2 separate regions of the Capsicum annuum genome follow, and region 2 is linked to region 1. Evidence: chromatin contacts called from public Hi-C data. All regions are on one chromosome and are shown on one strand. The core of a region is the stretch at or near the end of the contact, and the rest is flanking DNA. Distances in the headings are between cores, read along the strand shown. Region 1 holds the start of LOC107857620 (protein ASPARTIC PROTEASE IN GUARD CELL 2). Region 2 overlaps LOC124895927 (a long non-coding RNA gene).

The links. Hi-C and Micro-C count contacts between places; a contact is called where the count stands out from the background.
Region 2: a Hi-C map of leaf shows a contact between it and region 1, with 2.3 times the contacts expected there. The contact joins the enhancer-like site here to the promoter of LOC107857620 in region 1. A contact is called at or near these places in 2 of 5 Hi-C or Micro-C datasets (leaf and placenta).

The regions. Positions count from the first base shown.
Region 1 is chr2:22,037,969-22,041,902 of UCD10Xv1.1, forward strand. LOC107857620 (protein ASPARTIC PROTEASE IN GUARD CELL 2) reads right to left here and starts at 2,497. Exons shown (of 1, transcript XM_016702467.2): 1 at 611-2,497. The coding sequence starts at 2,284. The coding sequence ends at 797.
Region 2 is chr2:22,380,761-22,384,654 of UCD10Xv1.1, forward strand. All of the region lies in intron 1 of LOC124895927 (a long non-coding RNA gene), which reads left to right. Among protein-coding and RNA genes, the nearest start is that of LOC124895927, 9.0 kb to the left of the region's middle. Within about 2 kb of position 2,476, at least 5 of the 5 cell types and tissues checked have an H3K27ac peak or open chromatin away from gene starts, as enhancers often do. A contact at or near this core is called in leaf, where this site is marked.

The DNA.
Region 1 (3,934 bases), core at 1,247-3,746:
GAGGATAACATTTTAACTTAGCCAAATTATTACGAGCTTGCAATATAACAATATAATACTATTTTTATATAAAAAAATGCCCTAAGCTTTTTATTTTTTAACATTTTAAAATTAAAAAGTAAATTATATTTATACATTGACCTCAGATAATTACTTCACACTAAAAGTGCATTTAAATAGAAATATTTTTGAATTATTAGAATTAAGAATTATAAATAATTCACCGCACTTATATTGTTAACAACTTTAAAAATATTTAAGTCATTTTAACAACAAAAAAGTGTTTAGCATCACTTGTTAACCAAACACATCAATAACCTTTTTTAAGTTTCAACACTTCTATCCAAAACTTATCTACTTAATTTATAAATACTTATTTTAAACTTTTAATCACTTAAGCTAAAAGACTATTTTTTTAATCTTATCCAAACAGGCTCTTAATTTATAAGCATTTATTTTAAACTTTTAATCACTTAAGCTAAAAGACTATTTTTTAATCCTATTTAAAGGGACTCTTAGTCAAATTAGACTTTTTATGTGATATTCTATCGAGTGACATTATAAGAGAATCCGAATTTAATCAGATTTTAATGTAAATATGGGACATTGATCGAGAAACAAAAAGAGAAAGATAAAATTGAATGACTTTTCTGATACATAATTAAGTTGTGTGACTTCCCTAAATATTTTCACATACCAAAGAGACTTAAGCTAATATTGACTATCCATGATATTATTGAAATTTATTTACTATAACTGCGCAAAAGTTGATTTATATATTTTATTTTTTATTAGCCTAGCAGATGTTGGGGCCAAATCCCACAAAACCATTCGCCCCATCAATAGAAATTTGGATGCCTTCTTGCTGTATATTCCCTATAATTGAAAGTCTGGTTGGAGATGGAGCAAATGCAAAACAGAATGTGCCTTTTCCATCCACTGGAATTAGGAAGTTCCTAGCTGGTAGGGTTAAGATGGGACCTCCCATGAGGAAAAATGAAACGGTTGGTACCCGAACCGTCACAAACCCCTTTAGATCATAGCACGTGTCGAATATTGACATGGCGGGTGCCCGTGGAAGGCTTGCGGTTTCAGCGGCAAATGCATCGCGAAAGGCCAGATAGGCTGCCGCAGGAAGCCTGGTCACGGCTGTCCCCGTGTCTATGATAACTCCTCCATCTCCTTCCTCAGTTAATCTAAAAGCATCGTCAGGCATGACTACACGCGCTCCTCCAACTCCAAGATCCGATATGCCTATGTAATAGAAAGTCGGAGCCCGTGGGTTTCGGATGAGCGGCACCCACGCTGCACCCGCGGGTAATACTTCACGCCCGAATTCAAGTGATCCAGCTGATCCGGTGCCCCGGCTAACCAAACAGTAACTAAATGCTCCGCCCGTTTGTCCACCTAGTTGTCCCACGAGCGACATGGAGCCACCTCCAAGGCCCAACAAACCGGCAGCCCCAATAAACATTCCTCGGTTGCTATGACCACACCCGATGGCCACGTCCCGAATGACGGTACGGCCGAAAGTGAGGGTCTCGAGAGCCATGGTGCCCTTGGTGTAGGAGCCATCACCGTACATGACTTGGTATTTGCAGCTACCGGCATGGCAACCGGAGTTGTCAACGCGGTCGCAAAGGGAGGAGGAACAGGGTACACCGGAGAAAGAAGCGGAAAGGGAGGGGTCAAATACGGGGTCGGACTGATGATAGCAATGTGTACAAGGCTGACACTGGACCCAAACAATATCACTGCCAGCATCAATAACCATGTATTGTTCTCTAGCAGGACTACCCACACCAATCCTGACAAAGTATTCACCACTGCCTTGCTCCATACCCGAAATCACCTCGCTCCCGAACTCCTCCTCTTCAACCTCATAATTAATATCAATATTAGTGAGTGCATGGACCCTTTTGAGGTCTCTTTTCATGCGAGCATCAAAACGGTGAGGATGATCAGTGAAGTGGGAAAAGGGCATCTTGTCTCTGTGAAGAAGCTTTAGCTTCCAGTTGCTGCTGTTGTTGGTGTTTCCTTTTTCATTATCTTCTTCAACATGATTATGTTTTTTAGTTGGTGGGTGAATTAATCTTGATTCTTTAATGGATTGCTTGACATCCAAGTGTTCATGGGTGGGAAATGGGATCGCATGGCCAGCTGAGGTTTTGGTTTCATGAGTAGTTGCACTTGTTGTATTGATGACGAGACCTGAGAAAATGAACAACAATGCTTGCAGGAGGAGCAAATATCGGAGTATCGACATTTGTATAGGGACGAACATTCTATTTTATTGTTTCTTTTTTTCTTGGGATGTGTGTTGTGAGGGAAAAGGAGACTTAGGAAGGGGGAATTTATGTACTTCGAGTTTCCAGATGTATACAGCAAAAAGGTGGCCCATTTTTGGAGTGATGTTAGCCATAGGGGTGATAAAAAGAAATAATTAAACGAATTATTTAAAATGAAGAAAAAATATTTTTCGTTATTTTTTTGGTTAAAAAATACTCTTTCATTAAATTGTTGGCTTTAAAATACTCCTTTTTTTAGTGAAATACCAAACACACCAAATAAATAACAAAGGTCATATGATCTGTTCATGTCAGTATCCACGTGGAAACTTATGAAGAACTTGAAGAACAATGAACTTATGAAGAACTTCTCGGGTGTTGCCACTCCATGGTTCTGTTATTATCCATGACAATGAAATCAAACTTCTCATTAGATTACAACAATTCACCAAGAGACTGTATGAAACTTGTTGTCACATAAGTATTGAGACACATTTATAGGTTTAAAAGGCGTAAGATCAAAGGTAACCTTCTTTTCCTTTTCATCATCTGTCACGATAGTTTCGGTATAAAGCAGCAAACCATTAAGGGAAACTTTGTTATATAGTTTAATCCTCTACTAAGCAGATGTTATTACACCAAGCACCAACTAACGGTTTACTGTGCTCTCAAGGGTCGTTTGGTAGAAGAGATAAGAAAAATAATCTCGGGATAAAGTTTAGGATTAACTTTATCCCATGTTGGTAGAAGAGATTACTTAATTTCGGAACTATTTTATTCCACCATTTGTAATAAAATAACGAATTTATTTCCATGCAGATAAATACAATAAATGGAAACCTAAGCAAGTAGCAAATACAACCCCTCGCAAGTTGCTGTATCGGGCTTTCACCCATTTATTCTATACTAAAAGTGAATTCATTTGGGGTTTGATACGGATGCAAAGAGTACAATATCTTTCTCAAGGAGCCAAGTTTAAGACATACTCATGAAGATGGAAGTGTGTGAAGGTCTTTTGAACCACTCAAAAGAATTGCACAAATTTAAGAGAGGAGAAGAAGTCTTTCACTCCAAGGGCACCTTCATTAAAGGGCGTTTTGGTCATTGGCACAAGTTCAAGAGAGATGAAAGAACCCCACACTCCAAGGGCGCCCCATTTTATTAAGGGCAACTTGATCTTTTTATGTAATAACTATAAATAGACTTCCTTAGGCTTATTTCTCATTAGTTATTGAATGATATTAAAAGACAAACTTTGAAACACCTTTTTTTCTTCTCTCTTTTGTGAGAGTGTAACTAGGGCTAGCATCTAGTGTTGGATTTCACTAGTCTTGGTATTTGTCTTAGAAGCATTGGTGCTTGGGGAAGATTGAGTTCCTTTTGTGTCAGCGTAAGATCTTGGTGTTACTCATATAGGTCATAAGGGTCTTAAGATTTGATACATCCTTTGGTTCTTTTGGTTTGTATGTTTCTATGTCAAGATATCTATCCTTACCTTTTATGCATTAGTTTGGTGTTCTTCTTGCTTGTTCTCTTAGATCCGATTGTTAAGGCTTCTTTAGGTCTAGTTTTCATCTTGTTTCTTGTGTTTTGATGGCTGGTCTTATATCATTTGGTATCAAGAGACATGTTTTAGAATTGTTCCT
Region 2 (3,894 bases), core at 1,226-3,725, 340 kb after region 1:
AGTTTAGGACGGACAAGACATATAACTGGGGTAGAATTTTTGAGAGGGTCTAAAAAATTCTATCAAGAAGCATTTCAAACAAATTCAAGGATAACAAGATTAAGGCCATGAAACTGGGGCAGAAATTTTTGAGGAGTCCTAAAAAATTTCATCAAGGATTGCATCTCAAGAAAGCGATATAAAGACAATGGATCCAGGACCTGAATAAAGGAACTGACAGAGACATGAATCAATCTTTCCCCCCCTTTTTTAAGACTAATAATTTTTTTTGAGCGCAGGAATAGAGTGACGAGTACAAATCTTGAGTATGCTATACACCATTAGAAGATATAAGGTTAAGTATTGTCGTCTTATATTCTGAGCGGGTGAAGCACTACCCTCTCGAGAGAAACTGTTTGAGGCTAAGCATTATCCTTGAAAAGTTAATCGGGTTAAGCACTACCCTCTCTCAACAAGTTTATAAAAAACTAAGCTTTGTTTCAAAAATTTGATGGAGTTAAGCACGACTCTATCAAGAACTCTCTGAGGCTAAGCATTGTCCTTGGAAAGTTAAGTAGGTTAAGCGCTACCCTTTTTCGAGAAACTGACTGAGGCTAAGCATTGTCCTTGAAAGTTAGTTGGGTTAAGCACTCTCGAGAAATTATTCGAACTAAGCATTGTTTTGAAAATTCGATGGAGTTAAGCATGACTCTATCAAGAACTCTTTAAGGTTAAGCATTGTCCTTAGAAAGTTAAATGGGTTAAGCACTACCCTCTTTTGAGAAACTGACTAAGGCTAAGCATTGTCTTTGAAAGTTAGTTGGGTTAAGCACTACCCTTTCTCGAGAAACCATCTGAACTAAGCATTGTTTTGAGAACTCAATGGAGTTAAGGACTACTCTATTAAAAACTCTCTAAGGCTAAGCATTGTCCTTGGAAATTTAAGTGGGTTAAGCACTACCCTTTTTCGATAAAAACTCTCTAAGGCTACGCATTGTCCTTGAAAAGTTAAGTGGGTTAAGTATTACCCTGTTTCGAGAAACTGACTAAGGCTGAGCATTGTCCTCGAAAGTTAGTTGGGTTAAGCACTACCCTCTCTCGAGAAATCATTCGAACTAAGCATTATTTTGAAAACTCGGTGGAGTTAAGCATTACTCTATAAAAACTCTCTAAGGCTGAGCATTGTCCTTGGAAAGATAAGTGGGTTAAGCACTACCCTCTTTCGAAAAAAAACACTAAGGCTGAGCATTGTCCTTGGAAAGGTTTAAGCTCTACTCTCTCTCAAGAAATTGTCCAAGACTAAGCATTGTCCTCTTGGAGCCGATCGATTTACTCAAAGACGAACACTATTTTCTAATACTGAACATGTTAAGCACAACCGACCTCGGCGTTATTAAATGCTACTGCATTACTGGACATGGTGTGGATTAAGCACAACCTCTTCAAAGAACAAACCATTACTCTCTCATAACAGATACACTTTTTTATCTTCTCTTATCATTATTGTTATGGTTGTTTTTACTACATTGTTCAATCTTCTATACATACATATCCGTGCTAATCATTTTATCCAGTTGAGCTAAAAATGACAGGACTAATAGGTACAGATTACTCCATCACGAGCAACCAAGAGCTTATCCCATGATTCCACAGTGCATTGAGAAGCCAAAGAGTTGATTTCATGATACAACAAATTCGCTTTCTTATTATCACACTCACTTTATGTTAATCGATTGCTTATCTTTTACATGCCCTAACCTTTGTTATCTAGTATATGATAAAGTAGGCAGGTAAGGAATAACAAATAGAGAATAATTTCCATTCCTGTTTTCAAAATATCACCTCATCTATTCATCCATCGAATGAACTCATCTTAAAAATCACCTGCTTTTAGTTTGCACATCCCCCTCACATCATCATTTCAAAACATATTCATCCCATCTTACCGACCTACAACAGCTTTGTTGAATGTCCATCCTTTATCATTTACACTTTTTAGGAATATTGTTCATTCCTAAATCCAGAACTACAAACAGCCTGATTCTCATAAAATCGGAGATATGTAGGCAACTTGAAACCTAAGACTCGGCCATACTTTTTTTTAAACTACCCCTATACTTTCATTCCAACAAACCCTCCTCTCGGTCGGACAAAATTGGCTACTACAACAACTTTTGTTGCTCGATAATTCTTTCATCATTCTCAAGCAACGAAATTATTATTATTATTATTATTATTGTTATTATTATTGTTGTTGTAACATTTATCAAATAGCAACCAATTTTAATTTATTTTGCCTAATTTATTTAAATTTTAGCCTTTTCCAACTCATAACACTCTTAGGCTAATTTTATCCAACTTATTACAATTCTAGCCATATTTAATTCAATTTTAAAAATCTCAATTTATCTTCTTATCCTTTTAATCGCAGCCATGGATCAAGATCGATCCAACGGCTGAGATCGCATCCCACTCTTTCCTTTTTAAACTCAAAACAAAAAAAACCTAAGAGCCCATTCTTCAGAGATCAGCCGAACAAAATGCTCCCCATTCTCTGTACTCTCTCTCTTCCCCTCTCAGAAACCATGGCTGCCACCGCCACTGGCCGGCGAAGCCCGGAGTACCACTTTTCACCTCCCTTCCTCCTCTCCGACGAACCCATCGCCGCCGCCACCATCTTCCACCAGCGCTGCCAACCCCATCGCCGCCGCCGTCCTTTGTTTTTTCGGCGAACAACCAATTATGTGAAGCCACAGCCGAACCAGCCTCCTCCTTCCCCGTCGAGGCTCCATATCCGGCGACCACTGCACCAAGACGCTTAACCGCGCCACCAGAAGCCCTCAAAAACCTCCAGCCCGCCGCCGCATCTCCCAACCTCGCCGGCAAAGGCTCTAACGAGCCAATCAGCCCTCTCATCTCCACGTCGATGCTCGATTTTCGCCGAAAATATTGTAATTCATGACGGATTCGTCAAATCCATCTCAGGTTTGTTATTTTGTTCAAATTTCTTTCTTCTACTTCTTTATTTATTTTCTCTTCGGATCGATCTTATTAAACTTAATATGAATATGAATTTTGAGTTGTTTTAATGTGTTCATGTTTTCAGACCAACATCCATGAAAAATTCATAACTTTTGTGGATTTTTAAGGATACAGTTATAACTTTGATTCCGAAAATTTGATATAGTTGATTGAGTTATTCACATGATTAAATCAGTAGAGTTATTCTGTTGGTATGTTGTGAATTTTGGCCATCTTTGTGTCTTTGTGTTGTTATTTTGATAGAAGGTGTTCTTTGATATGACTGTGGACTGATTCGGATACAATTAGCATAGCGTTACTAGGTGTAAATTGGGTTTGACACTAGTTGATTCACTCTTAATTGGAATAACCTTGATGCCTAGTTAATTTTGGTATATTATAAATTTTTTTTCCCTTCCCTTTATATGATATCTTTGTTACTTGAATAGTTACGGTATATACATAATTTATGCTTTACATTGAAATATAATTGATTTGCTTAATTGACATTTTTTTTTATTTGCTTTGATTGAATTGGGTATTTTAAGTGTGATTTTATATATATGAAAATCCCTTGATTGATTTCATCCAATATTTCCCTCTTCCTTAATTGATTCTGACTGATTTTTGAATATCTTTTTTTCCTTTTCTGTTGTGGCTAATTGACTCTGACATATTATCTTTCCTTTTGATTCTTTATCCTCTCACTATATAAACAGACCCTCTTTTCAATTATAGGACAACGGTCATATTCCACTTTCTCTGCTCTTACCCTCTAAAATAAAAAGAACTACTTGCTATAATAGGAAAAAGATACATATTTATTTTATTATTTATTTTATTTGCTGCTCATTGATAAGTCCTCAGATCGATGTAATTTTTTTTATTATTCTT